Linked DNA regions of Mus musculus: regions 2, 3, 4, 5, 6 and 7 are each linked to region 1. A link is a contact called in public Hi-C and promoter capture Hi-C data. All regions are on one chromosome and are shown on one strand. Each heading gives the region's core, a stretch centred on a gene start, on an enhancer-like site or on the middle of the called end of the contact. The rest is flanking DNA. Distances are from core to core; before and after follow the strand shown.

The links. Promoter capture Hi-C pulls out the DNA fragments that hold promoters and counts their contacts. Hi-C and Micro-C count contacts between places; a contact is called where the count stands out from the background.
Region 2: a promoter capture Hi-C map of pre-B cells shows a contact between it and region 1. The contact joins the promoter of Zfp446 here to the promoter of Zfp444 in region 1. A contact is called at or near these places in 3 of 39 promoter capture datasets (cranial neural crest, frontonasal cranial neural crest and pre-B cells) and 1 of 484 Hi-C or Micro-C datasets (B cells).
Region 3: a promoter capture Hi-C map of pre-B cells shows a contact between it and region 1. The contact joins the promoter of Rps5 here to the promoter of Zfp444 in region 1. A contact is called at or near these places in 6 of 39 promoter capture datasets (cranial neural crest, embryonic stem cells, frontonasal cranial neural crest and 3 more).
Region 4: a contact with region 1 is called in a promoter capture Hi-C map of pre-B cells. The contact joins the promoter of Trim28 here to the promoter of Zfp444 in region 1. A contact is called at or near these places in 3 of 39 promoter capture datasets (cranial neural crest, frontonasal cranial neural crest and pre-B cells) and 4 of 484 Hi-C or Micro-C datasets (CD4 T cells, the G1E-ER4 cell line, cortical neurons and 1 more).
Region 5: a contact with region 1 is called in a promoter capture Hi-C map of pre-B cells, with 4 times the contacts expected there. The contact joins the promoter of Mzf1 here to the promoter of Zfp444 in region 1. A contact is called at or near these places in 4 of 39 promoter capture datasets (cranial neural crest, hippocampal neurons, maxillary cranial neural crest and 1 more) and 1 of 484 Hi-C or Micro-C datasets (CD4 T cells).
Region 6: a contact with region 1 is called in a promoter capture Hi-C map of frontonasal cranial neural crest. The contact joins the promoter of Selenow here to the promoter of Zfp444 in region 1. A contact is called at or near these places in 2 of 39 promoter capture datasets (cranial neural crest and frontonasal cranial neural crest) and 1 of 484 Hi-C or Micro-C datasets (rod photoreceptor).
Region 7: a Hi-C map of B cells shows a contact between it and region 1, with 6 read pairs. The contact joins the promoter of Zswim9 here to the promoter of Zfp444 in region 1. A contact is called at or near these places in 1 of 39 promoter capture datasets (cranial neural crest) and 1 of 484 Hi-C or Micro-C datasets (B cells).

The regions. Positions count from the first base shown.
Region 1 is chr7:6,170,040-6,174,039 of GRCm38.p6, forward strand. Zfp444 (zinc finger protein 444) reads left to right here and starts at 2,474. Exons shown (of 4, transcript NM_028316.3): 1 at 2,474-2,535.
Region 2 is chr7:12,976,561-12,980,681 of GRCm38.p6, forward strand. It overlaps Zfp446 (zinc finger protein 446), which reads left to right and starts at 1,288. Exons shown (of 6, transcript NM_175558.4): 1 at 1,288-1,552; 2 at 2,438-2,818; 3 at 2,891-3,086; 4 at 3,325-3,419. The coding sequence starts at 1,292.
Region 3 is chr7:12,919,794-12,923,828 of GRCm38.p6, forward strand. Rps5 (ribosomal protein S5) reads left to right here and starts at 2,518. Exons shown (of 6, transcript NM_009095.2): 1 at 2,518-2,595; 2 at 3,180-3,288. The coding sequence starts at 3,181.
Region 4 is chr7:13,022,604-13,026,383 of GRCm38.p6, forward strand. Trim28 (tripartite motif-containing 28) reads left to right here and starts at 1,549. Exons shown (of 17, transcript NM_011588.3): 1 at 1,549-2,458; 2 at 2,701-2,813; 3 at 3,041-3,173. The coding sequence starts at 2,116. Gm31649 reads right to left here and starts at 1,986. Exons shown (of 1, transcript XM_006540453.4): 1 at 1,105-1,986. The coding sequence starts at 1,942. The coding sequence ends at 1,397.
Region 5 is chr7:13,052,336-13,056,208 of GRCm38.p6, forward strand. It overlaps Mzf1 (myeloid zinc finger 1), which reads right to left and starts at 2,429. Exons shown (of 6, transcript NM_145819.2): 1 at 2,146-2,429; 2 at 408-846; 3 at 1-31. The coding sequence starts at 806.
Region 6 is chr7:15,920,771-15,924,769 of GRCm38.p6, forward strand. Selenow (selenoprotein W) reads right to left here and starts at 1,601. Exons shown (of 6, transcript NM_009156.2): 1 at 1,482-1,601. The coding sequence starts at 1,510.
Region 7 is chr7:13,277,275-13,281,522 of GRCm38.p6, forward strand. Zswim9 (zinc finger SWIM-type containing 9) reads right to left here and starts at 1,447. Exons shown (of 5, transcript NM_177312.4): 1 at 1,370-1,447; 2 at 1-154. The coding sequence starts at 146. It overlaps Lig1 (ligase I, DNA, ATP-dependent), which reads left to right and starts at 1,552. Exons shown (of 29, transcript NM_010715.3): 1 at 1,552-1,685; 2 at 2,874-2,947. The coding sequence starts at 2,931.

The sequences.
Region 1 (4,000 bases), core at 1,224-3,723:
CAGTAGTGAAGAGTGCTTGTACAACACCCCCATACACATAAAATAATTTTTTTTTGAGACAGGTTTCTCTGTGCAGTCCTGGCTGTCCTGGAACTCACTCTGTAGACCAGGCTGGCCTCGAACTCAGAAATCCACCTGCCTCTGGCTCCCAAGTGCTGGGATTAAAGGCGTGCACCACCATGCCCTGCTTGATAAATTAATTTTTAAATAATATATATGTACACACACACACACACACACACGTAAGTCAGTTATTTTCTTCTGCCATATGGTTGCCAGCATCAAAGCTTGCCCCGCCTGGCAGCAAGCACTTTTACTTAGCTGAGCCATCTCAGGTTTTTGAGAAAGAGTCTCATGTAGCCCAAGCTGGCTTCAAACTCACTGTATAGTGGAGGGGAAGACCTCAACCTCCTGATCTTCCTGTGTCCACCTCCCACGTGCTGAGATTACAATTTTCAGTTTTACAAAGGAAGGAAATTGGGCCACTGAGATCGCTCAGTGAGTAAAGGCACCCGCAGCCAAGCCTGGTATCCTGCTTTCAATCCCGTCTCTGCCTGGGGAAAGAGAACCAACTCCTGAAAGCAGCCCTCTGTCCTCCACGTAACAAACTGTGACACGCATACACACTCATACCCCCCCCCACACACTGTCCTCCACGTAACAAACTGTGACACACATACACACTCATACCCCCCCCACACACACACTGTCCTCCACGTAACAAACTGTGACACGCATACACACTCATACCCCCCCCCACACACACACTGTCCTCCATGTAACAAACTGTGACACGCATACACACTCATACCCCCCCCACACACACACACACTAAATCACAATAAATATGTAGTAAAAAAAAAAAAAGCCAATATAGATAAACGTGAAAATAAAGCTGGGCATGGTAGTTCACACTTCAAATTCTGGCATTCTGGAGGCGGAGGCAGAGGATCATCCTTAGCCAGACAGTGAGTTGGAGACTAATCTGGGCTACAAGAGACTCCGTCTTAAAAAAGTTTTAAATCATATACGAAAAGAATCCAACTAGTATGTGAAAAGCACCACTAGGAAAAGAATGTGGTATTGCAGGCTCGCTCTTCAAATAGCAAAGCAGCTTGTGTGGTTAGCACACTTACCAAGATGAGGGACAGAGAGGGCAGAGAGGTGGGACAGGATTAAGTTTAGCTGTTGTGGGGATAGATCCGTCTCTAAGCTGTAAACTAGTGAGTAAATAGAAACTAGGGCAATGGTATTGTCCATCCACGAATTTGGTAAGGACAATAACAACTCTGCTTCACATGATTTCCTTTGTGTGCCAATGTCACCTTTTTTCGAAGTCCAGTGAGGAGGGGAGAGTCTCTGTCTGCCCCACTAGCTTGTAAGAGCCATCTATCACGTAAACAGAAAGTCTCATAACCTTCTTGCGCTCCTGCGAGTACGTGTGTATGTGGTGCGTTGGGGTAGTAGGTAGGGGTAGGGCTGGAAAGATGACAAAGAGGTTAACAACGAAGCACAAGCTATTCTAGACGTCCTTCTAGCACCTACATGTGGCTCACAACCGTCTGTAATACAGGTCTAAGGGAATCCCACGCCGCTTTCTGGCCTCCGTGGGTACTGCGAGCACATGGTGCACCGACTCAGCGAAACACCCATACATATTACAAAGAGCAAACTCAAAACCTTCTTGCCTTTTCTGAGGTAGGGAAACTGAGGCTTCAGTGTCCGTAGGGGGCTACACAAGCGCCGTTTGACACGTAATATTTTCCTTCCTATTCACAAGACGGGAAACTGAGGCTAGAGAGTGGACTGACAGTATGGGACGAGCGAACTAATTCTCAGAGGTCAGGTTTCGTTGACCAGCCTCAACCTTCCTTTAACCTAGTACTGGAGCGGGAGGGCGATACTGCAACTGTTGTCAAGGAGACGGATCTCCCACTGCTGATCTGAGGAGAACTCTGGCATAGCCTCCACGACCTCCTCTATAGGCGCTTAAAGGTCCTGGAGGCGGGTCTCCCAAGTGTGCTGCCTCCCCCGGTTTCCACGACAACGAAACCACAGATTCCTCTTATCCCTCCCCGACCCGTCCGCGTTTGCCAGAAGTCAGCCGGCGGGGTGTCTTGTGAGGGATGGTAGAGGAAGGAAATCCACGTGAAATCTGGGAAATGTAGTCCAAAATCAGAAGCGCTCTGTTTGCGCCTGTGTGAGCCAATAGGAATCGGGTTTTCTTCTTTACACTTTAAGAAATGTAGTTTTCTGGCTAGCTCGGGACGCACGAGCGTACAGGACTCATCACAGTAGGGCTAATGGAAAGCCGCTTTGTCGCGATGTTTCTTGGGAGATGTAGTTTCCAGCTGGGAGAGGTGGGAAGTGTTGGGTAGAATTAGCGATTCCTAGTGTAGAGAGTGAGGGGACGTGGGGGCGGGGAAGTACGGGTGAATTTGGCGCAAAGCCTGCTGGGGCATGGAGTCCCGATGAGCTTTGTGCGCATGTGCGGGAAGGTGAGGTTGTTTGGGGGGCCTCGCCCAGGAGAGTGAGGTGAGCTAGAGGGAAAAGGAAGGGCTGGGGAGTCCGGTGTACGGGGAACGGGCGGACCACGGGGAGGGGTACCCAGGTCTGGAGGAGGGAGAGGAAGGGAGGGATGGGCGGCTTGGGGGAGGGGGATGATAGGAGGCTGGAGGTGGGGTTCTGGGGGCGGGCCGGGGAGCGGGAGGAACGCGAGATGCAGACGCGGGAGAGTTGGAGGCCTGGGGAGGCTGGGCAGCGGGAGGGGGCTGGGATGTTCGAGGGGGAGCCCTGGGATGGTTGGAAACTGAGAGTGGAGTGGAAGTTGGACCCCACTGAGAAATCCTGGGGCGCCGGGACCTCTAACCTCTTCGAAAAGGATTGCGGGAAGGGGTCTATCCAGGGGCACCGTGCCATAGCAGCGTAGACCGGTGCAGGTGGCTAGTCCTGTGTGCTGGTCACACGTTCACACGCACTTCTGTCGAGTTGAGGTTCTGGAGGATAAGTATTTCTTCATTACAAGCGTATCCGCCTCATTAGCTTGTCGCGAGAGGCGAAATTCATTAATGTGCAGAAGGGGCTTGGAGACAGGTTTTAACAGGATAAGAGGGACTTAAATCTCTCGGTTCTGATCCTCCTGGCTCAGCCTCTCACGTGCTCAGATTACAAGCGTTGGCCTAGTTTTTTTGTTTTGTTCAGGGTTTTTGTTGTTGTTGATGATGGTGTTTTGGGTATGGTCTCCTGTAGCCCAGGCTGGCCTTAATCACACTCGAGAGCCATGCCAAGCTTTAAACCGGTGAAAGTAATTGAATTTAAAAACAAACAAACAAAAATACTCATCTTAACTTTTTTTTTTTTTTTTTTTGGTTTTTCAAGACAGAGTTTCTCTGTATAACCCTGGCTGTCCTGGAACTCACTCTGTAGACCAGGCTGGCCTTGAACTCAAATCCGCCTGCCTCTGCCTCCCAAGAGCAGGGCTTAAAGGCATGAGCCACCACTGCCAGTCTTCACTCCTTTTTATATGCTATTTTAACACCTATTCCAATTTACAATTTAGTCTTGGGCGCTTGTTTCACAGTGGCTTTACGTAAATGACTCACAAGGAGTTGGAGGGTTAATGTGTGTTGATAGTAAATGCAATAGGTGGGGTTTGTTTATTGCCAGGTGGTGTTCTGGGTACTTTTTTTTTCTTTTAATGATTTATTTTTATTTTAACGTGCATCCATATTTTGCCTGCATATGTGTTTACTGCATCCTCTGATTCTAGAGTTTCAGTTGTGAGCTGCCATGTGGGTGCTGGGCATTGAACCCAGGTCCTCTGGAAAAGCAGCAACCAGTACTCTTAACTGCTGAGCCACCTCTCCAGCCATGCTCTGGGGTACTTTTTTGCTCTTTATTTTACTTGACTTTCCAACCTCGATTATTGCTCCCATTTTACAGCCAAGGAGATGGAGATTAGTCTTTGAAAGGAGCAGTTGTTCTTTGACCGAGGACACAT
Region 2 (4,121 bases), core at 38-2,537, 6.8 Mb after region 1:
CCTGGGGGAACTTAGATCCTGCCTCAAAAGATAAAATGTTTCATGGTTACATTGGCCAACCTAATATAACCATTATAATTAAGGACTGAGTTGGGGCTAGCTCAATGATAGTTTACCTATTAAATATGTGGTCTTAGATTTAATGGCCTGAACAAGGGAGAAATAAAGATGGTAATGGTCATGTCAAGCCCAGGGGTAAGATGTATACCATCACAAGACTCAACCAGGTCTATCCTGTGGCACATAGAAGGCTTAGAAACCAGCCTAGCAGGGAGGTGAGCACTAGAACAAAGGTGTTTCCAAGAGAGCTTTCTGGGAACCCCCTTAGGCCCCCTTAGCGCTTCTCCTCAATAGGTAGGTGGTGAGAGTTGTGTCCAGAGAATCTGTAAAAGACAAATTCTACCGACAGAACTGCTCAGGAGTTTTGGATGTAGAGAACCGCTGCTCTCTACAGTAGCTGCCAAGGAGAAGGTTCCTGGGTAGCAGAAGAAACCCAAGTAGGCAGATCGAGTTCAGGATTGAATGGTTTATATCACAGTCCAGCCACTTGATATGTGGAAATAAAACTAAGCCCATCTGCAATTAAGCTAAAAAGCCTCTAACTGTCGGATATGGGGGCCCATGCCTTTAATCTCAGCGAATGGGAGAAAGACTGGCAGAACTATTGAGTGAGCTCCAGGCTAGCTAGTAGGGTCTACAGAGTGAGTTCCAGGACAGCCAAGGACTTTTATTCTTTAAAGGCCCCATTCCCCCACAAACAAACAAAATGCCATCAACTGCCCATTGGGAGAAAAAAAATAAATATAAGTCATCTTGTCTAACTACATCCTCCTAAGTAAGGGTTGAGTATACCTCGTAATTTTAATCAGAAACCTCCGTCCTTATTTTCAGTAATGTTATCTGAAGACTATTAGTGAGGGTTGGTAATTACATGGTTACCTCCTCTGAGCACTTGTTCACCTGTAGGCCTACTGTCTCCACAATATCCAGGGAGCTTAACGGAGATCCGATGGAGGCCATACTGAGTTTTTCTCGCCCACCACCGCCTTTCACCTGGATTCCCAACGGGATTGTCTAGAACAGTCTGGACTCAAGAGGCCAAGGAGCCTCCACCTAGGCCTTCTCCGAGGCAGGGGGACCCTTACAGCTTAACTCAGAGAACAGCAAGAGGCCCTAAGTTGTGCGCTAGCTGTTACCTAGGAGACACAAGGAGCGAGAGTCCTTCCGGGAGCGCTAGCTCTGATTGGTCAGGATGCCTCTCTGGCCAATAGAAACCAGGTCCGTTGCGCACATGCGTAAGGAGGCTAACCCACAGTCGGCTCCGTCCTACGTGAGTCCTACGGCTGCGGTTGCAAGAGAAGAACGGCTGCCAAGTCAGGAGTGGGAACCCCCCCCGGAACTCTGCAGCAACGCGACCCCAAGGAGAGGAGCGAAGAGTCTCGCGCGTGAGAGGCCTTGGAAGCGTGCTGTCGTTCTTGCTGAGGCTCACGGGAGACGTAGTCCGAGCGAAGGGGGCCGATCCGGCGGAGCAGATGCAGGATTGGCCGGGCTGGTAGGGCAACGCGCGAGGCGGGGCGTTCTCTGAGTGGCAGTGGGACGTGCTCGGTGTCACTTCCTGGAAGTGCCCCAACCTCCTGGGGCTCTCCCACGCGTCAGAGGTGAGCTCACTCCTAGCTGGGCGGGCGCAGCTTCATAATCCGGCTCCTCGGATCACCGAGAGCACCTCCCAGCCGTCGGACCCACCCCTTTCCTGTGTCAGAGCCTGACACCCCAACTCTTGAGTTTCTCCAGAGCAGGACGGATGTCCCAAGAGAGCCGATTTAAAACCAGAATCTTAAGAGCTGGGACACAGGTTCCAGTTTACAACTCCACACAAAACGGGGCTGTTTGATTTTGGCTTTTGTTTCAGGGTTTCACATGCGTAGTAAGCTGAGGCAGTATGAGGCATCCACAATTCAGCTGCGATCAGCGAGCTGTGCCTCCCAACCCATAATAAGCTCCTGAGAATGCACCCAGGCTTTCAGCTCTGCCCCAGGTCTTGTACCTGTGTCTCAGAGCCAACTCTTCAGCTAGCACAGTGGTCTGCCTCCTGTCTGAAGCCTCAGGGCTCCAGGTCACCCAGGATGATGGTCCCACCCCCCTTCCCTCCGTGTCCTGCTTGACCCTTTGTCTACTGGATGAGCCACTTTCATCTCCCAGGAGCCCTGTGTTGTACCCAAATGTTTGAGCCCGTCATTTGCAGTTTTCTAGAAGGTCCCTGGACATTCCACCCAGTCATTTATCTTCAAAACAAAATACAGCTGCTCAACTGCTGTGGGGCTGCACCTCCCATGACCTTCTTTGAAGTTCTCCTGGCCTCAGGGTTCTCTTTTCCGGCTTCTAGGAGGGGTCTGGTGTGTGTCTTCTGACCTTAGATGACATTCTTCCTTTTCTGTAGGTCCCTCTGTCACCTCCAAAAAGACCCTTCAAAACAAGAATGCCATCTCCTCGGGGTACCCCACACCTATCCCTCAGAGACTCCAGGACCACCCTTGAGGAGCCTGAGGCTGCACGACTCCGTTTCCGGGGTTTCTGCTATGAGGAGGTTGAGGGACCCCGAGAGGCACTGGCCCAGCTTCGAGAGTTGTGTCACCAGTGGCTACAGCCTGAGTCATCCTCCAAAGAACACATAATAGAGTTGCTGATTTTGGAACAGTTCCTGGGTGTGTTGCCCCCTGAGATCCAGGCCTGGGTTCGAGGGCAGCGACCAGGAAGCCCCGAGGAGGCCGCAGTTCTTGTTGAGGGGCTGCAGCATGATCCTGGGCAGCTGCTGGGCTGGGTGAGTGAAATGACATTAGCTTCTTAGAAGGACAGATCGAAGGGAGAGCCCCTGTGACATGATTCTCTTCAGATCACAGCCCACATCCTGAAGCCAAAGATGCTTCCTCTAGTCCAGAAGGAGTCCTCAGGGAGTCACCACATCTCAGCAGCAACGGAGTCCTCCAAGGCAGGCCTTGCGGAGGCACCGCTGAAGGCCGGGATAGATCGATCTACCCAGATCAGTTGCAGTGTGAAGGAGGAAGTCAGTGCTGATGGGCAGGAGATGGGTGAGGGAATGCAACATGTGAACTTCAAATCCCTGGGGTGGGGATGGGGGTAGGGGTGAGGTCAGAGCACGGTGTCAGGGCTGCAGCTCCTAAACTGAGTCTGACAATCCCAGCTGAGATAGGGACTCTGGAGAGACCATAAAGCTGGATCCCTGAGAAGAATGGGGTCACTTCCCCCATGTCACATGGCAGAGGCAGGCCAAAGGTCAATGCAGTGACAACTGCCTCTCTTCCTCAGTATCTCCAAGTGCCCTCCTTTCAACCCAGGATTCCGAGGGACATCTTGAACATCAGGAAACGGTCTCCATATCCTTCCAAACAGGAAGGATCCAGGTAAACAGCCTCTCGCAGGAACTGCAGGCCATGTGTGGGGGAGGGGATTACCCCTGGTGGCTGTGTTCTGCCCTGTAGTTTTGTAGGATCCCCTGCCAGTGACTCATGCGCTTTTTACTGCTTCTGAGTAGTAAATACCTTCCCTCCCACCAAGTCCTAAGAGCTGAAGAATAGACCGGTAGAATCGAACTAGAAAGGATTTAGGCCCCAGGTCCAGGGTGTCTAGAACTGGCGGGCATGGCTTCCTCACTTCCAGAGAAGTCAGTTACTGGAAAGGTTTGTGGTATGAGCCAGCTGTTATGTGTACGGTTGGAGAGGTGTCCTGCAGTCCTGAGGTCAGATCAAGATACTCTTCCCGAACATTCCTCGAATCCCTTCTACTGCTCTTCTCAGTGTACAGTGGCATGGAACCTGAGCTTACCCCACTACCCGAGTGTATATAGTTAACGTGGAGGGGGTAGGGATCTGTGCTCTCCAGGTTCCTTCTGCTTCCGAGCCCCTCCCTTCCCCAGTAGGATGCCTAGTTAGGGTGTGCTTCAAGGTTAAGAATCCCTTCTCTGACCCCTCTCTGGTGTCTTCCTCCATTCCAGACAGTAGTACCAACTCTCGATGTAACTATGGCTGCCACCTCCCTTTCTCCAGATTTGCTTTGGCTTGTCCTTCGAGGTTTTTTTCTCAACCTATCAAAGACCTATATGGCAG
Region 3 (4,035 bases), core at 1,268-3,767, 6.7 Mb after region 1:
GAATTTCTTTTTTCTTCTTCTTCTTTTTTTTTTTTTTTTTTTTTTTTTTGGTTTTTCCAGACAGGGTTTCTCTGTATAGCTCTGGCTGTCCTCGAACTCAGAAATCCGTCTGCCTCTGCCTCCCCAGTGCTGGGATTAAAGGCGTGCGCCACCAAGTGCCTGGCTCTTTCCAAGAATTTCTAAGGGTGGGAGCTGGAGAGATGGCTCAGCAGTCATTCTTAAAGTTTCCATCCCTAGCACCCACCTCAGGTTTATAAACCACCATAACCCCAGCTCCAAAGGATCTATCACATTTTTCTGGCCTTCTTAGACCCCATGTACACATGCTTTACTTACGGGGAAAAATTTTTTTTAAAGAATTTTAAGGGTGCTGATTGTAACGATGCATTCCTTTAATCACAACTCTAGAGAGCCAGAGTCAGGCAGATCAATGAGTTCAAGGTCAGCCTGGTCTAAAGAGCAATTTGAAAGCCAGCCATGACTACATAATCGGACTTTGTCTCAAAATACTAATAACAATGCTATTGGTTTTGGTTGGGAGTTTGTTTGTTTGTTTTTGTTTGTGGTAGAATCTTATGTAGCCCAAACTGGTCATAAACTCACTATGGAGTGGAAGGTGGCCCCGAACTTCTGGTCCTCCTGCTTCCAGCTCCCAAATGCTGGTAAGCAAACTTAATTTTATCTGTGCAAATCAATTTCTGCAGCATTTCTCTTTTTTTTTTTTTTTTTTTTTTTTTTTTTTTGGGTTTTCGAGACAGGGTTTCTCTGTGTAGCCCTGGCTGTCCTGGAACTCACTCTGTAGACCAGGCTGGCCTCGAACTCAGAAATCCGCCTGTCTCTGCCTCCCATGTGCTGGGATTAAAGACGTGCACCACCACTGCCCGGCTACAGCATTTCTCTTAACCTATGGCCCATATTCAGGAGCCCCTCATCTGCCCTCTGTCACCTAGTAGGTAATACGGAGTCTATAAAAACATCCATTATCAATCACTGTAGTGCAATGTCAGCTTTCAAAGATAAGTAGGGTGATACCCCCAACAACAACGATAAAATTAGGTAAGATTCCCGAAATCCCAGTTTTCCCTCCCTCCACACACACAAGGTATGAACTGAGATATAGAGAAGAAAACGGGGTGAGAATCTCTCTTCTCTCTCTCTCCCTCCCTCTTTCCTCTTCTCTCCTCTCCCCTCCCTTCTCTCCTTATGTTTGTTGACACCTTTCCTCTCTTCTCTTCTCTCTCTCTCCCTCCCTCCCTCTTTCCTCTTCTCTCCTCTCCCTTCCCTTCTCTCCTTATGTTTGTTGACACCTTTCCTCTCTTCTCTCTTCTCTTCTCTCTCCCTCCCTCCCTCCCTCTTTCCTCTTCTCTCCTCTCCCTTCCCTTCTCTCCTTATGTTTGTTGACACCTTTCCTCTCTTCTCTCTTCTCTTCTCTCTCCCTCCCTCCCTCCCTCTTTCCTCTTCTCTCCTCTCCCCTCCCTTCTCTCCTTATGTTTGTTGACACCTTTCCTCTCTTCTCTCTCTTCTCTTCTCTCTCCCTCCCTCCCTCTTTCCTCTTCTCTCCCTCCTCTCCTTATGTTTGCTGACACCTTTCCTCTCTTCTCTCTCTTCTCTTCTCTCTCCCTCCCTCCCTCCCTCCCTCCCTCTTTCCTCTTCTCTCCTCTCCCCTCCCTCCTCTCCTTATGTTTCATCCCAGCAGTTGGGAGGAGCAGAGGCAGATGAATCAGCCTGGTCTAAAGAGCGAGTTCCTGGACAGCCGGTGCTACAAGGAGAAACCCTGTCTCCAAAACAAACAAACAAACAAACCCACCCCTGGGGGTGAACCTGCTGGCAAGGTCTCTCCCTTATTAGTACCAAATCACTGGGATCTCAGATAAGTAAGTCACCTAGGAGATCCCCGGGCTGCCAACCCCTCCAGGACTCCCCTCTATGTATCCCTCCCCGGGGAGGTTCACGAATGGCGGTCGGAATCTACTGTCCGCGATTGAACCTGAGGAAAAAAAGCCCAGACAAGCGTGGCCAGAGTGATTAAAAAGGAAGTGATCCCATACCGGAAGCCTGGGACCCGCCGAGCATGGCTTGCGGGAGGGGAGAGGGTGGGGCCCGTGCTTGTGAACCCGGATCGGTGGTAACCACAGGACCCGACTCCATTATTTTGGTGAGAAAATGTGAGCCGAGCTGGTTGCCCTAGCTAAGAATCCACCGTCCATGGTTCCTGGGTTTTGCAGCCTAATTACGGAGAGCGTGGACTGGACGTCAGCACTACTTAGATATGGCGGCGTCGGTCTCACCAAAGTTTCTGCGCATGTGCGCCGACTCAGAAGCCTAGCTAGTACTTCAGAGGTCCGCCAGAAGACGGGCGTGGCGCTGTTTCTAAAAGTGCGCATGCTTTACCCGGCTCAAAGGGCGCCTCTCATCCTAGCGCTTGATTGGTTGGTGAGCACGCTGTTTTCATCTGCGCGTGCGTCTCTACCTCTGACCCGGAAGTTTTCGCTTTGCATAAAAGCGCTAGTCCGCTGCGCGCGGCCTCTTCCTGTCTGTATCAGGGCGGCGCGTGGTCCACGCCGAGCGACTGAGAAGCCCAGTCTGCGCCCTCAGGTGAGGCTGCGGAGGGACACGGAGTTCAGAAGAGGTGACCATGAGTGTTCTAAGGCACATCTGGGGGGCCGGAGGCCGAACCTGAAGCCTGGGCGTGACCGCTTGGATCTCACCGTTTCTCTGCGAAAAAGGGTGCCTAGGGAAACTCGGCACGGGCCGAGTTAGTCTTCGCCTCTTGTTTGCACTGTTTTGACTTCATACTTTGCACACACGGGACTCCAGGGAAATCACTTGGGTCATATACCATAAACATAAATCTAGGTTTGCTTAGTTTTGTGATGACTCTTTTGCTCAGTACACGTTCTAAGTGCACAACGGAAATCTGATGGGAGCTGATGAGTATACGGCTTCATGAACCATCATACTGTGGTCCATGTACCAGCTGATTAGCGGGGTGACTGCCGAGTTACTTTAGAATCCTGAGTGGTTTTCCTGGGTTTGGAGAGCTGTTCAAAGCTTTCTGGGTCTCCCCTTCATGTCCCAGTTTGCCACAAAGTGAGAGTTCGTCTGAAGAGTTTGGGGTCAGAGTGACTGCTCCAGCATGTCTAGGCAGTAACGGTTTCTTGCCATTCTCCTGTCCCCAGGATGACTGAGTGGGAAGCAGCCACACCAGCGGTGGCAGAGACCCCTGACATCAAGCTCTTTGGGAAATGGAGCACTGATGACGTGCAGATCAACGATATTTCTCTGCAGGTAAAAGGAACTTAATGATTGTTCTTTGTGATGATTTTTTTAATTGAGACCAGGTGTGGATGAGCTTCTAGTTCAGAAAAGGGCATAAAACAACCAGTGGATGTACAAGACAGGTAGAAGAGCAATAACTGGACAGCTACACCCACGCCTAATACAAACTGGCACTAAAAGATGTTAGAGTGTGGTTTTTATCCCGTATTTTTCTAATCGTGTGTCTCTTGAGACAGAGTCAGGGTCTTGCTGTGTAGCCCTTGCTGGCTGCCTGGAGCTCTTTGAGATCTTGCCTCTGTCTCCCATGTGCCACTACACCTGACTTGATGTCCCCTTTCGTTTGTATATTCAGTTAGTGGGTATCAATTGAAAAGATGGCTTTAGTCAACTGAACCATGTTGGCACCCTTGTCAAAAGCAGTTGGTAAGCTGCTATCAGCCTACAGCAAGAGGAATTTGAGTATGAGACCAGTTGGTGCTATGAATGTTCCCTGCTGCCCTCCCCTGAAAAATGTCAGTTGGCTATGGGTACTGTTATGGCTAAGTTAGTATGGGAGCTATTTGCTTTGCCCTCATAACCCATTTTGAGGTAATCTCATATAGCTGAGACTGGCCTGAAACCCTGTCTAGTGGAAAAAGCTAATATCTGCATTCTGTCCCGAGTGCTGGGATTGAAGGTATATATCACCATTCCAAGTTTATCCCACTACTTGACATTGAACCCAGGGCTTTTTACAAAGCAAGCACCCTACCAACT
Region 4 (3,780 bases), core at 299-2,798, 6.9 Mb after region 1:
TCTCTGTGAGTTGGCTAGCTGAGTCTACAGAACGCTACAGAACGAATTCCCGGACAGCCACGGATGTTACACAAAGAAACTGCCTTGAAAACAAAACAAAAACAACAAAAAATTAAATCGCATGTGTAGTGAATGCGCACACGTGCCTCAGACTGAGCATGAAGTCAGGACAATCTGAGGGAGTTGGTTCTTTCCTTGTACTTTGGGGTCTTGGTGATTAAACTCATGTGGTCAGGCTTGGTGGCAAGTGTTCCTGAGCCGTCTCACAGGCCTCCATCACCGCTCTTTCCCACCCCTTGCCGTGGTTCTGGTGTGGTGGGGATACAGCTTCGTACAGCCTAGGCAAGCAAGCGGTCTGCCACCCATTCAAATTCCCAGGCCCCATCACTTATTTACTTTGCCCTTGTGTCTCTGGTACCCTAAAGTCTGCTCCCGGGGTTGAGGTAGGCGTGGTTCACAGGCACCCTATCCTGGTGAGTCCAGTCCCAGCAGTCCGTGAAAATACTCCGCAAATATTTCTACGGGGAGCCCGCACTCCCCCCGCCCCCCAACCCCGTGCTTGCTTTGCCAGCTTCCAGATCATACCCTCCTTTCTTGAGGTAGGAAGTGAGAGTCCAGAGGCTGGGTCTGGTGGGGGCGTGGCCCGCCGAAGGGTGAGCGCTGAACTGCCGAGGAAGGAACAAAGGCTGGGGCGGGGCAAAGCCTTGGGCCCCCAGCCTGATTGGGAACAAAGGCCACACCCGGGACAGTGGCGGGATACTCCTCGTCTCTCCGCTGCCACGTGGGTGAACACCTGGTTCCGCGCGGAAGGGGTAGCCTCTTGCCGTTGAGAGCCTTGGAACTGCTTGCGGGCAACAACTCACTGTAGCCCAGATCCAGACTGGCGAACGGATTGCCAGTGCACTGCAAGGCTGCAGAGGCATCCACTCTCAGCACGGCAGTGTTTGGGAAGGGGGACAGGTTGCCTTTTCACATTGATCCTGCTTCTGAGATGAAACGCTTAGCCGCACTTGATCCTGCTATCCTCTACCTTAGATCAGATTCTTCAACCTAGGTCCAGCTCCTCAGTCAAGATTCCTCCCCAGGTCTTATTTCTCCCTCAGATAAGATTTATCAATCAGATCCAACTTTAATTCCTTAGCGTTAAATGTTCAGTTCTCCTAACACACACACAAAAAAAAAGAAAAAAGAAATCACACTAAAATCAGTATAGCAGAGGACTAACACAGAAGGGGCTTTCGAAGGACTGGGCAGAGTTTTACAGAATGGCTTCGCAGTATCTCTCTGTGATCTGCGGTTTGACTTGGACAACTTTCTGCTTCCCGAGTTTAACAATAAGAAAGTTTGGGTTAAGACCGCCTCCACGTTCGGCGGGAACTTCCTGGCAAAGACCCCCTCACCCCCTCCACCTGGGCTCCGGCGCTTTGCTCTGCCGTGGCCCCGCCCACCCTGTATTGTCCCGCCCCTCTTCCCCGACTATAGGCCAGGCTGCCGCTGCAGACGTCGCCACGCCTGCTGAGGAGGCGGGGCCTAAGGTTCGGCTCTGCAGGACCTGCGCGCTCAAGCACGCGGGTTGCCAGCCTGGGTGCACCGTGCGGTGGGCATGGGAGACGTCAAGCACGCACTCTGCGGGTGAATTCCTCACCAGCAGCATTGCTACTCTGGATCTAGAGGGGCGGCAGCGAGTGGAAGGGAGGGCCCTGGCGCGTGCGTAATCTGCGCCCCGCCCCCAGGCTGCGGTGCCCAACGCGCGTGCGCGGCGTCGTCGGCGCCAGATATTTCTGTCCCGCCTCCAGGCCGCGGCTCTTTCTGCGAGCGGCGCGCGGTCAGGCGGTTGTTCGCAAGTCTTGCGGCGCGAGTGTCTCAGAAGCGAGGGAGGAGGCGGCGCTGGTGGCGGCGCCGTCGTCTGTACAGAGGCCCGCAGCCAGCGGCTTGGCCGCATCTCGACAGCGCCTGGGGCGCGGCGGGCGTCGGCCCAGGAGACGCGTGGCGGCGCTCGGCCTCGCGGCATCGGCGGCTGCCTGGCCGTTGGCGGCGAGCGCACTTGCGCCTGCGCAGCGGGCTCCGTGCCCCTCCTCCCCTGGGCGGCCCCCCCACCCCCCCGGCGGCGTGTGAATGGCGGCCTCGGCGGCAGCGACTGCAGCGGCCTCGGCCGCGACGGCCGCCTCGGCGGCCTCTGGTAGCCCAGGGTCGGGCGAGGGCTCGGCGGGCGGTGAGAAGCGTCCGGCTGCTTCCTCAGCCGCGGCGGCCTCTGCAGCCGCGTCGTCCCCTGCGGGGGGCGGTGGCGAGGCGCAGGAGCTTCTGGAGCACTGCGGCGTGTGTCGCGAGCGCCTGCGGCCCGAGCGGGATCCTCGGCTGCTGCCCTGTCTACATTCGGCCTGCAGTGCCTGCCTGGGCCCCGCTACACCCGCCGCAGCGAATAATTCGGGGGATGGCGGCTCGGCGGGCGACGGCGCTAGTGAGTACTGGGTGGCCAGGTGCCCCTCCCCCTCCTCGCAGCCCGTGCTCGGGACTGCGCCTGTGCGAGAGTATGGGGGCCCGGGTAGGGTTAAGTAGGCCTGCTGGTTTAAGAGGGGGCGGGGAACGGGTCCTGGCCTCTGCCAATGCCCGTTACCAGGTCTGGACACCGAGGTGCAGAATGTGATGGGAGATGTCAAGAAATCAGAGGGTGTGCATGCATTCCCATTTTTATCTTGGCAGTGGTGGATTGTCCAGTGTGCAAACAGCAGTGCTACTCCAAAGACATCGTGGAGAATTATTTTATGCGTGATAGTGGCAGTAAGGCCTCTTCTGATTCCCAGGATGCTAACCAGGTATGTCCTGTGGGAAATCTTGGGGAAGAGGGAAGCGTGACCTTTTCCAGAGCCTCTCACCATCTTCACTAGTTTGGATTGTATCCTTATGCGGTCTCAGTGTCTGGGAGGGCGGCACAGATTTGAGTGCATTGTATGAATTTTAGCTTGTGTTTACTGGCAAGTAAATACAGGTCTGCTGGGTTAGGTCTGCCTGTTCTAACCCCCCACCTTTCTATCACTCACAGTGCTGCACTAGCTGTGAAGATAATGCCCCAGCCACTAGCTATTGTGTGGAGTGCTCTGAACCACTTTGTGAGACCTGTGTGGAGGCTCACCAGCGGGTGAAATACACCAAGGACCACACTGTGCGCTCCACAGGTATGTTGGATTTGTAGGCTGTTGGAACTGCCTCTGTCTTGGTTGACTAAAATGCATACTTGATGGATAGAACAAAGAGGATTTTCAGGAACCTGACACAGAACTCAGAAATGCTTGGGTTTCAGGAGCAGACTTTGGAGGTTTAGGTGGAAAGGGAAAGGCCTCAGGCAGAGGGTGTGTAGGGCATCTGCTACCATTGGTACTAGGAAGTCTCATGGAGGGGTGTAGGTCCTGGTAGTGGGTCACTTAGCATAAGCAGCTAGTAAAGGCTAGAACGAAGTGACTTCCATCTTTGCAGTTGGTGGTTCTCTGGCACCTGGCTTTAGACCAAAGAAAAAGTCAGGAGAGTTTTTTTTCTTCTCTCTCTCTCTTTTTTTTTGGGGGGGGGGAGGGTGTCGAGACAGGGTTTCTCTGTAGCCCTGGCTGTCCTGGAACTCACTCTGTAGACCAGGCTGGCGTTGAACTCTGGTATCTGCCTGCCTCTGCCTCCCAAGTGCTGGGATTAAAGGTGTGAGCCACCACTGCCCAGCTAAGGACATTTGTTAAGATAGTGGAAGGTAGTTGCTGAGGCGGGTGTGAGGAATCAGGAGGGATGAGAAGAGAGCTG
Region 5 (3,873 bases), core at 1,179-3,678, 6.9 Mb after region 1:
GGACCTCCTTGCCCTGCACCTGGACTGTGACCTACAGAGATGCACAGACCAGGGAGAGAGAGGGGCTGGGCACAACCCATGGTCTACGGGCACCAACTCCAATATAAACTGACTAGGTCATCCAAAGTCCTGAACTTCCCCTTCCCCTCTTTTGACCTTGAGCAGAAAGCAAAAGGACTATTTGCGCGTAGAGGGGATTGCATGGTACCCTTTGTGTCTCATCTAGCTGTGGGGATGACAGATAATACAGGAATTAGCTCTTATCCTGAGAAGCCTCACAAAGGATCCGTTATAGGTGGACACATCTATATGACCAAGGAGCATGTCTGGCTGGGCATGGCACTTCTAGAGTGAGGCAAAACATGACAATGCTCCAGCCCTGACCGTCTTTTCCGTTTCTGACTCACCCATTTCCGAGGTCCATCAAGCTCCCATCGAAGTCTGTCAACCAAGGCAGCAGCCTCTTCAGGGCTGCCTGGCCACTGCCCTTGCACTTGGGCCTGGATCTCAGGGGGCAGTGCACCCAGGAACTGCTCCAGCACCAAGAGCTCTAGCACCTGTTCCTTGGAATGTACTTCTGGGCGTAGCCACTGGTGACACAGTTCTCGGAGCTGGGCCAGGGCTTCCTGAGGACCTATTGCATCCTCATACCGGAAGCACCGGAAGCGTAGACGTGCAGCCTCAAGGCCTGGGTCCCACAATATATCTTCTCTCTCATCGTCGCTGTCAGAGTCCTCCAGCTTCACCAGAGCAGGCTCATTTTCTGGGGGTGCACAGCCCGAGGAGCCCAGCACAGTGGGTCTCATCAGGAGTACCAGATCCGGTCTTTGAGGCCAGTGTCTGTCCCTAGGGAAGGAATAGTACAAGGCATGTGTAATAAGGACAGCCAGGGGCAGCGAATGCTGACTGAGTGCCATGCTGTGTCCTTTCATCCGAGACCTTCGCCATGAAGAGGACACCCGAGGGAACAGGCACTGACAGGCCAGCCACACCCCAGAGATCCGTGGGAACTCTATATGAGCCATGTGCTTTGTAGACCTCATTTCCGCCGGGCCTATATAGTGTCTGGTAGCTTACTCTGTTCTAAATACAGGCTGTTGCTTAAGCTTAGAAACATTTCTCTTCCCTACATCCTATTCTTTTCTATAGCTGCATCTCTACTTGCACCCAGACATCAGTACCACTGCTGCCTCCTCCTGGACTCCCAATAAGAGTCCCTGTGGACAGCCTTTTGCGGTGGAACAAACAAGTCCCTTAATGTTTTCTACCCAGTCTTGGACTTGGCCTCTCTCTCAGGCCCCAACATTCCTTTCCCAATGTGGTATCAAGGGGACAGCCCTACTCCACCCAATCCCCCATCTCAGCTTCTCTCAGGCCAACAGGTTTCCATATATCTCCAATACCAGAAGCCAACTCATCACATCCAACAGCGATACAAGTCTTCAGCTCTCTAGTTTAGTTGGTTGGGAGGTGACTGGGACTTCTGGGTACCCTTAAAGGCTCTCAACTCATTAGACCAACAGTCTGCAAGGGTACTACTTTTGCTGTGCCTATGTCAGCTATAGTTTCCTCACTTGTAAAAAGGACTGACTTCTCCCATGATACTTTCTGCAACTGGGACTTTGTGAAAATCTAAATTTACTATTGCAGTGGCATCAGCTTAGAGGCAGCTTGATTTCTGTGGGTTACACCTCTGCTCTTTAGGGTGCTAAGTCAACTCGAAACCCTGAGAGAAACTTGGAACAGCCATAAAGCAAGAAGAGGTTCCGGAAATACATTTCCCAGAAGTCTAAGTGAGCATCCTCGCTTTAGGGTGCCAATGTGTCCGGTCGCCGTGGCACCTGTGGCGATCAGCGCGGTAGCGCGTCAGCACAGGGCCGGTTTGCTGGGAGTTCCTGGACCCCCTACCGGCGCTCCGGGTCTAGCTAGACAGCTGGAATCCCAGAGTCCACTCTACCCAGACTCCTCCCTAGGCCTTGAGGTGAAGGGACTCCCAGCCTTCCTTCAATGCTCCGAGGGAGGCTGTGCCCTCGTGAACATGCGCACTCTCGTTCGCTTGCTCCATATCAAACTACATATCCCAGACTGCTTTGCGCGCAGCTCCAAGCCCTTCTGCCCTTCCCCCACCCCAGCCTCCGTTTCTACCCTTCTTCCCGTCCCTAGGGGATTGCGCTGGTTGCAATAATCAGCTCGCACTCCTGGACGTCTCTTCCCACACTCCCGGCCACGAATTCAGGCGTCAGGGCCCCGACGACGTGCACAATCCTCTCGGGGGGCAACGGATTCAAGCACCACCTTCCAGACTGCGCATGCCCCCACCACTTTTTTTTTTTTTTTTTTTTTTTAAATGTCAGTTCTCTACCGGCCTTCCAGGGATTTGCAGGGTTCTGCACCAATCACCGCTCTCACTAGGACGCCGTCTCCCCGTCTCCATGGCAACGACGGGTTCGAAAAAGAGCGTCCGCTGGGCTACCTGCGGAACCACTGAAAGAAAGGCTTAGCAAAATGCTTTCTGGGAGTCGTAGTTTGGAGGGTGCTGTGTGGGTGCGCAAACGCAGCACCACCGGATCTCTTTTGTATTTCTGCGCGGTGGGTAGGAGTGAGCGGGACTCCATGGTAACTAAGGGACCAAACCTGGTGGTATCCTAGGTAACGACCGCACTACTTGGTTTAAGAAAGGTCAGGATCTGTGGCGAAGCCAAGGGGAAGGGACAGGGACACAAATACCCAACGAGATGTCTATACAGGAAGGCAGAGATAGCCCCATACAGAGTCGGGGGAGAGGATGAGAGGGGTGGGAAAATTGTGAGGGGGAGACTGGATGCTAGGAGAGACTGAATATAAGTGAACACACATAGGTATGAATGAAAAGGGGGGAGGGTTAGTCATTAGAATCAGAGTTAGAACCTGAGTCATGTCAGAAAATTTAGGAAGAAGAGAGAAGCAGAAAGGGATTGGGATTAGGAAAGTGAGACATCGAAACTCTAGGGGCCAACCCAGAGTACAAAGGTAAGTGGGGAGAAATTAGAGATATAGTAAAGATGTTAATAGAGATACGGTAAAACGGACTGATAGGTTTCAAAGACTGAGGGATGGCAACAAAAAATTAGATGTGCGTGTGGGGGAAACATTTTCAGAGAAAACTCACACAAAAAATGACAACACACCAGAAAGAGGACGGGGACCAGTCCTCTAGTTTCCTAGCATCATTTACCAAACAATATTGCGACACCTGACTACTTAAACATTACCTCTCCTCCCCCATTTTTTAAATCTGTGATTGAAGTCGTAACACTATTCTGGTAGAAATTGACTTACAAGAAGCTGACAGGTAGCCGGGCGTGGTGGCGCACACCTTTAATCCCAGCACTTGAGAGGCAGAGGAAGGCGGATTTCTGAGTTCGAGGCCAGCCTGGTCTACAGAGTGAGTTCCAGGACAGCCAGGGCTATACAGAGAAATCCTGTCTTGGAAAACAAAACAAAACAAAACAAACAAACAAACAAAAAAAGAAGCTGACAGGTTGCAAATGAGTTCTGCCCAGCCATCACCTGGAAGGTAGCTAAATATCTCTTTATCCCTACACCTAACCTTTTGTTTTATTTCAGATTCATTTAGATTCATTTGTTGCATCTTCCTGAAACTACCTTTTGCTACCTTTCTGTTTTCCTTGAGGTAGTGGAAGCCAGATGCTGGGGTGAAAACCTAGCTCAGAGAGGTAGAAAAAGCACCCAGGTGACCTTCTTTCTCAGCTGAAGTTCCACCGCAAATCTCTCTCTCTGTCCCAAGAAACCTTCACATTGAATGTCCTCCCCCACTTCTACTTTCTGAATGTCTATCTGTCCTCTGGGTTCCCTTTCTCTCTCTCTCTCTCT
Region 6 (3,999 bases), core at 351-2,850, 9.7 Mb after region 1:
GGGAAGCAGGGAAGTAAATTAGGACAAATGCTGCCTCAGTAGAATCTCACCCACCCACTCCCTCCCCCGCCTGGCTGTCACTCAGGAATCCAAGCTCTCTCCAGCACCCAGTACAAAACATAAGCTCCCCAACCCCATGTCCCCTACCTCAGGCCATTTTGGGCCTGGAATCTGGTGCAGTGGCCTCATGGGAGCCTCAATTTATCAAAGCAGGCTGTTGAAAGACATCCTGATAACTAGGGCCTGATCAGACCCCTCAAGGGGGTTGGGAGGGAGGAGGCCACACCCAGCTAGGTGGACCACGGACCCCAGATTCAAGTTACAGGGTTATCGGTAGTAGGACCTCAGGCTGGCCCTGCCTCATTTCCAGCCTCAGTTTCCTCCCCTGTAAGATGGAGACAGAATGGCTGGAGAGCCCCTCAATGGACTTCAGGGGTGCAGAATCCATTCAGCAAGCACTTTTCAATCACTTACTGCAAGCCAGCTGATTATCAGATGCAGATGGAGGAAAAAGTCATCAAGAGAAAATGGCTGGTCTTTCTACGCCTGCCTCTAGCAGGGGCACAATTAATAGCGCTGGCAGGTAACTAACCAACATCATCACCTCCTTCACACTACAGAAGGGGAAACTGAGGCCAGAAAAGAACTGGGGTTAACAGCACCGGCACTCACTGATCAGAAACCAGTAAGAGTTTTTTGTTTTGTTATTTGTATTGCTGGGAACCGAACCCAGGATCTGGTGCATCTCATGCAAACACTCTACCACTGAGCTACACCCTCACCCTACAATCTATCCTATATTACTTTTTCTTTTCGGGGCACAGGGTCTTACTACATCACCCCGGTTGCCTCTAACAAGCAGCTTAGCTGGCCTGGAACTATCTACCTGCCTCTACTTCCGAATGCTGGGATTAAAAGTGTGCATCAACACCACCACTCCGTGACTCAGTTCGCCCTTTTCATGTACACACTGGGAGGTGCGACCACTGTTAACTCACACTACAATCCAGGTACGGGACATCCCCAGACCTCCCAACAGCGCTTATGAGTAAACCCCCAACTACACCACACCTTGTATTCTCTAACTCATGCCGCTCAGTGAGGGGGAAGGGAAACAGCCTGTCGGGAAGGAAAGGTCCCCAGAGAAACCCGATGCTACCCTTCCCCTCCCCTCAGCGCTGAGTCACGTGTTCAAAGTGGCCCCAAGTATCAGTTTCCATTTTCACTGGTGAGATGTCACTCAGATGTCAGATGCCAGGGATCGGGCTCAAGTCTCTGTTACCTCCATCCCACCCGCTTGGAAATCCCTCCCTTTGGGTCTGAAATACAGTCATCGTACTCGGTTACCAGACCCTGGTAGATAGGGGGAGGGGCAAAGAAAAGGGTGGGAGAGGGTCTCCTGGCACAAAGGTTGGGGAGCAGAGAAAGGGCACAACGAGCCGGGAGCAGGAAAAGGGGGAACTGCAGTCACCCGGACTTACCAATACACGACTCGAACGGCGAGCGCCATAGCTGCACGTCGCATCCCCGCACAACACGAGGACCCGACCCACAAGCAACAAGGACCTCAAGCTCTGAGCGTGGGGCCGTGCGCACAGCCGACTGCCTCACGAGTCAGAGCAAACCAAGTGCGGGGGTGGAGAGTGGGCAGAGCTACGGGAGGACCGAGGTTCCGGAGCACGGCGGGGTCTGTGGCCAGGGGCGCGAACCTCAACGCAAGACTCCATGATATCTTGATATCTGGGGTTCTCTTGATATCTGGGGTTGTCTCCATAGACAGCGTCTCTGGGACCAGTAACCTGAGAGCCCCTCGCCGTCCCTTCTCTATGCCATAATGGTTCAGTCCTCAGGGCGGTGGCTCGAGGCAGAGAATTGGTTGAGACTGAAGTTCAGTTACAGAGTGGCTGAGAGGGGCAGGGCAGGGAAATCGACGCATTGGGAGACAGGCAATTGGGATGGATCCCTCCTCCCCAGCGCTAACTGGACCAGACTAAATGAACCTTAGGTCTGGAAAACTGAAACTAGGAGTCCCAGTGTGCGCTTTAGGTCCAGCTGTCTCACCACCGACAGACCCCCTGCGCACCCCCAAAACCATGCAACCCCTCTTTTTGCGCCTTCCCGCTCCCTTCCAGCTGCCTTCCAGCAGAAGGATATATAGAAAGTCCTGGAATGGGGCTTGGACTGTAGCGCAGTTGGTAGAGAACTTGCCTACCATGTATAAAGCCCTAGTTTGGGTCCCTAGCACACTGTTATCTGGGGGCTGTGGTACAAGCCTGTAATCCCAGCATTTGGGAAGAAGAAACTGAAGGACTGAGTTCAAGGTTATCCTTGCTACACAGGGAGTTTGACGCTAGTCTGGGCTACATGAGCAGTTGTCTCGAAACAAAAAATCCAGGCGTTGCCTTTAATGCCAGCAGTCAAGAAATCTCTGTGGGTTCGAAGCCAGTCTAGCCTACGTAGAGCGTTCCAGGACAGACATGAGAGACCGTCTCAAGGGGGAGAAAAAGGTAAAAGTGGACAAAATATTTGAGTTTAGGATTCCTGAGCCTCACTTTCTCCTCCTTGAAAGCTGGACAGATAACAGGAGATAGTCATTCCCACAGAATTTTTTTGCTCTCTAGTTTCTTATCCTCCACACCCTATGAACAAACGGCAATGGCATGCCCACCCCCTCCCTCCCCTCTCTCTACTTTCCCACCACCACCACCACCACCACCAAGGATGGCTCACCAGCAGAGATGTTTATCTGTCACCTGACTTCTTTAATTGACTTCAACCGGCTATCCCCGCCAATGGTTAACTAGGGACCAAATAAGGAAATTTTCCCACCTAGCCCTCTGGTTCCCCATCAGTACCCTACCCTGCACACAGATGATGGGCTGTGATTCTACCCACAGAAAAATGAAATTTGAATCATTCACTCCCCATTTGACTTCATAGGAGTGCGTTGGCAACTGAGGATTCAGAGGCCTAAAAGCAGTAAGAAAACTGTATTTCCCTAAAAGGATGCTTGTTCATGCACTTGGACTCCTGGAAAGAATGAGAGCCAGAATCTGCTGTGTGTGGTGGGGAGAACTCAGTGAAGATAACCAGGAACCTTCTGTGTCCTCGTTGGGCATCTCCAACAGGCTAAATTCAGTGTCGCAGCCTCTCTGTCTCGAGACGGAGGACCTGTGACCACAGTCTGAAAAGGAATAAAGAGTCAGTCTGGAAGAACCAGGAACAGAGACTGAGTCAAGGGTCAAGAATAAATGTTCCACAGTCCCGAGTTTTCCTGTGGTTCCCAACACCCTTGGAACAAAATCCCAAACCTTAGCATGGATGGCCCCTCTGACCCTTTCTCCCAACACCCCAGTGACAGGGACCACTGGGACCTTAGCCACATTCTTGTCTCAGGGCCTTCACACATGCTGATTTAGCCCTCTCACCCCGAGTCCTGCTTTTCCTCCAAGAATCAGCTGCAACCATGGAGGAAAAACAATTCTTTCTGGAAAAAGTCTGCTTTGTGTTCGACACAAGTTGTACCAGTTTATTTGCCCTTACAAAGTGCCCTAACCCCAGTGGCTTACACTGCAGACACACCTCATCTCGTGCTCCTGGTGGGCAGAAATCTGAGATCAGGTAGCTGCAGAGCTGGCTTACATTGAGGATTGAAAAGAAAACTGACCCCACAGCTCTGGGGTCACTTCTGGTGGTCACTGGCCACGGCTGGAGCTACTCGGCTTGTAGGTGAATTACGCACAGGCTAAACAGATGGCGCAGTGGTGAAGAGTACTGGCTACTTTTGTAGAGAATCTAGGTTCAGTTTGCAGCCCCCACGTTACAGCTCACAAGCCTCTGCAACTCTAGTTCCAAGGACTTTGATGCACTTGTCTGACCTCTGAGAGTACTCACTGCACACACTTTGTGCACATGAACTCCCAAGCACATGAACTCCAAGCACACAACACACCTGAAACACACTAGGAACCACACACACACACACACACACACACACAC
Region 7 (4,248 bases), core at 197-2,696, 7.1 Mb after region 1:
CTCTTCACCGAGAAGACTACCAGTCGCTGCTGGCACCACTTGTCGAAGAAGCGGCTGAACTCAGCCCAAGAGAAGAAAGTTCGATCCAACAATTCCTGTTCCTCCTTCTGCACGGCTGCGCTCGGTAAGGGCTCTGTCAGCTCCATCCTGGGACCTTGAGTAGAAGTGGGGAGAAGAGCTGGACATCAGACCCATCTCCACCTGGGTTACCACAATTTCATCATCAGACTGTCTTATCAGCTACTGCTGCCTCAGGTACGTCTCAGACAAATCAAAGTGGTTTCATTGTTTGCTTTCCAGATAGGAATCTCCATCCCATTTTTGTGGTTCACCTGTTGCCTTCCCAGATTCAGTTGGCATTTAATCAATTTCAATCCTAGTTCCAGTTGCCTTAGATGTGACCTCTAGGTACAAATGGAATCAGTTCTACATATCTTGCCTTTAGCTCAGCTGTGAGCATCTTTGCAAATGTATTCCCAGCTTCTTGCTAAGATTTCTCCTTCTTCCAGATGTGAGTCCTATGCCTGGTGATAATATCTAGTAGTCCCATTCATCTGTAGCTCCCTTTCCCACAAGTCTACATTTGAGTGTAACTCATATCTACTCTCATAGCTAAGGCATGAATCTCTCATCCCAGTCATAATCCTCATACACCTTTCTTCTCCCTAGGTGTATCAAATGTGCAGCTGTTGCCCCTCAGATATGACTGCCTTGAACTGCTACTTTGATCTGTGTTTTTTGCTTCCCAGAGATGCTCTTATCTCCAGATGTGCTGCCCATGTCCAGTCAGGGATCATTCGCCTACAGGGGTGTGGCCCACTTGTGGCAAATTCAACTCAGAAGTGTCACCAATAGTCATCTTTGGTCCATACTCCTAAGACTTATTCTCCTCCTGGGCCAAGTTGCAGTCCCCTCTTCCCAGAAATTGCTACTATTCTCAATGTGTATCTTCGTTTTGGACACGGCGCCTTGTCCTCAGATGGGCTTCTTCACTACTAATGCTCCCCCGGGCCCCCACGTCCCGCTGAGCCTCTTGTCCCTTGCACAGCCCCTTTTATCCAGTTCCCACCTCTCGAGACTCTCTCAACCTGTCTCTCCGCTGCTCCTCCCGGCCTGACCATCCCACATAGCGGTGCTTCTCCACTCCTAAAGCTGTGCACCCTTCCGGCCCCCTCCCCCTCAACTCACCTACCCAACCCAAAGCGGCGTCCACCTCCCACAATGCCTCGCGCCCAAGCCCAGCCCGGCCCTTGCTCCCGGGATGCCCCGCGCGGTATCCCGCCTTTCTTCCCCTAGTGCCTGGCAAGGTGGCTTTCCACCAACCCTTCTCTTCTCCCCGACTGTCACCCTTACGACCTCGCAGGCTCACCGGCTCATCCACAGGGAGGACAGGCTTGGGGCCGCTTCCCAGCATGCTGTGCGGGACAGCGCCCCTCCCTCTCCCCACTCTGTCCCATTTCTAGGCTGCCTCACGCTCTAGAGACTACAACTCCCAGCAGCCTCCGGGCGATAGTTGCGGCACGCGCTACTCGCAGGCCCCCGCCCTTGCTCGTCTCCGCCCCCTCCCGCCAAAGTGCGCGCGAAATCTGTGTGGCGCGAATTTGGGGATTTCGGGTTTGCGTCTCTGAGCGAGCGAGCGAGCGAGTGAGCGAGTGTGGCGGCGTCCGGCAAAGTGATTTGGAGAGGCAAGTGGGGACGTGGGCACGGGCTTGGGGCTGGGGTCGGCGAGAGTGCCGAGCGCTTGTCGCCAGTGAGCTTTGCAGGTTCCGGGTGCGGCCAGCGGAACGGGAATGGGGACGTCGCGGCGACCGAGGGCGCAGGAGAGAGGGCAGCAAGGAGCCGTGTACAGGGAGAGCCACTGGCTGACTGGCTGACTGATTGACTGGTTGACCAAGGCCGCAGGAGTTTTGGTGTCTGCGGAGGACTGGTGGCGGCTTGGAAGGGCGTGACTAGGGAGAAAGCCTGGCGGTGGGCGTGGCCATCAGAATTAGTGGCGCCAAGAGAAGAGGGGCGGCCTGGGGCCGGAAAGGAAGGCTTGAGTGTGGTGTTTCACCCTGGACGCCTGCTATCAATCGGTGTGGGATGCTTGGTGTTATGGGACGCTTGTAATGAAAGCAAGGTGACGTCATTGGTCAGATAGTGGTCCGATTTGAAGACTAGAGAAGCTTGGCGCGATGAGTGTCAGGAGCCAGGGAAAAGGTGAGCTTGGCTGCCAGAAGGGGCACGGATGGGATAAGACTGGAGATCTGCAGACACTTAGGGGAGGGTCAGGTCTTGTTGCTTAGTGTATATGGAGTTGAAGAGGCAGAGAAACTTGAACAGGGAGGACAGAGGGAAGTTGTCAGGGTGAGGATGGACATTTGGAAAGGGAAGCTGGCCTTTGGCATTTGGCAGCCAAGGAAGGCTTCAGATATAGCTTAGTGGTACAGTGTTTTCCTAGCAGCAACAGACCCTGCCTGGGTTCTATCTTCAGTAATATAAAGGGGAAGGGGGCAGATAACGAAACTTAACTCTCAAAGAATAAAAATGTGAAAAAAAATAAATGTCAGTAAAATTTTCTCATTCTATGGAGAGCAGTCACCATTAAGATAGATCCACCTGTATCTATCCCATAATGCTGGGTTTACAGGCATGTACAACCATGCCTGCCTGACATTATTATTATTATTATTATTATAACATGGGTGCTGGAGATTCAAACTCATGTTCTCTCTCTCTTTTTAACAGCAGGCACTCTTACCCACTGAGCCGTCTCGGCAGTCCCTGAATACACTTGTTCTTTTATTTCCTTAAGAGTTGTGTTCCCCTTTCCCCCAAGTCTTAGTCTCTGGCACAGCCAATATCCTTAGCTGGTCTTTGGATTTCTTTTTCAGGTACAACTGATGAGAAAAAAAGAGCAAGAGAGGAAAGGAGAGACTTCTGCTGCCAACATGCAGAGAAGTATTATGTAAGGCCCCTGCCATGCTCAAGGCACTTTGTGTTGTGATGTTTCCTGGGAAAATGAGAGCTAACATTCACCCCAGATAAGGGCATTGATGACAAGCCAAAGAAATGATTCCACCAAAATTTAGCTTAGTAAAACAATTGAGTTATATGGTGTTACCTATAGGAAAGCTGATGCATCAGAGGCAACTACATCACTCCTAAGCTCACTTCAGCATGGGTGATGACTTCTGAAAGTTGCATCCCTGGAGCTATCTGCTCAACCTGCAGGCAATTCCACTGAAGAGACCCCTCACCCTCAGCAATTGCTGAACTACTTATGTAAACCTTGGGGAGGGGCTAGTGAGTCTTACAACTTTCTGAGCCTCTTCAGTGTTTTGAGCTTCCTGATTCTTGCCATCCCTCTTCCTTGCAAGAGGGAGTGTCCACATAATTCATTCTCTAAAACCCTGGGTTTTCTGCTTCATAGCTGCCTTTTCTGAGAAGACCTTGAGGGAGACCTGAAGTTGAAATTTCCTAGTGTTGAGTAGTCTAGAAAATGGGAAAAATTAATTAATTAGTTAATTAATTGCAGGCTGTGGATCCCTAATGTAGTAGTTTTCAGTCATCAGTTTTGCCCCCTGGAAACGTGGCAATGATTGGAGACATTTTTGGTTCTGACAGTTTAGGGGTTCTGTAATCTGCTTTTGATATCTAGCGGACAGAAGTTAGACATGCACTAAACCTCCCTCAGTGCGCTGGACAGCCTCAGTGCTAGTTCATAGCCTGTGTACTAATGCGATGTTTCATGTTTAAGAATGTGAAAGAGGAAGGCACTTGGTTTCCATAGTTGTAGGCTTGGTTAGATCCATCTACCAAAATGTTGCCTGGTCTATCTCTCTATGGTCAGCTGTGTTTCCTTTGATGTTACTCTCAGTCTGGCTCTCCCAAGATTAGCACTTCCAGGGTACCTCTCTCTCTATTTTTTATTTATTTTTATTTTTCTCTCATATTCTCTCATAGATTACATCCTTTCTGAATACCCCCCTTTACTCCTTCTAGCCCCTCCTCTCAATTTACTCCTCTTCCATTTTCTTTCAGAAAAAGGGCAAGCCTCCCAGGGTTATTAGCCAAGTTGGCATAACAAGTTACAATAAGTCTGGGCACAAACCCTCATATCAAGGTTGGATAAAATAAACTACTAGGAGGAAAAGGGTCCCAAGAGCAGGCAAAAGAGAGATGCCCCGTCCTACTTTTAGGAGTCTCACAAGAATACCAAGCTACACAGTCATAACCTATATACAGAGGACTTAGCCCAGAACCATA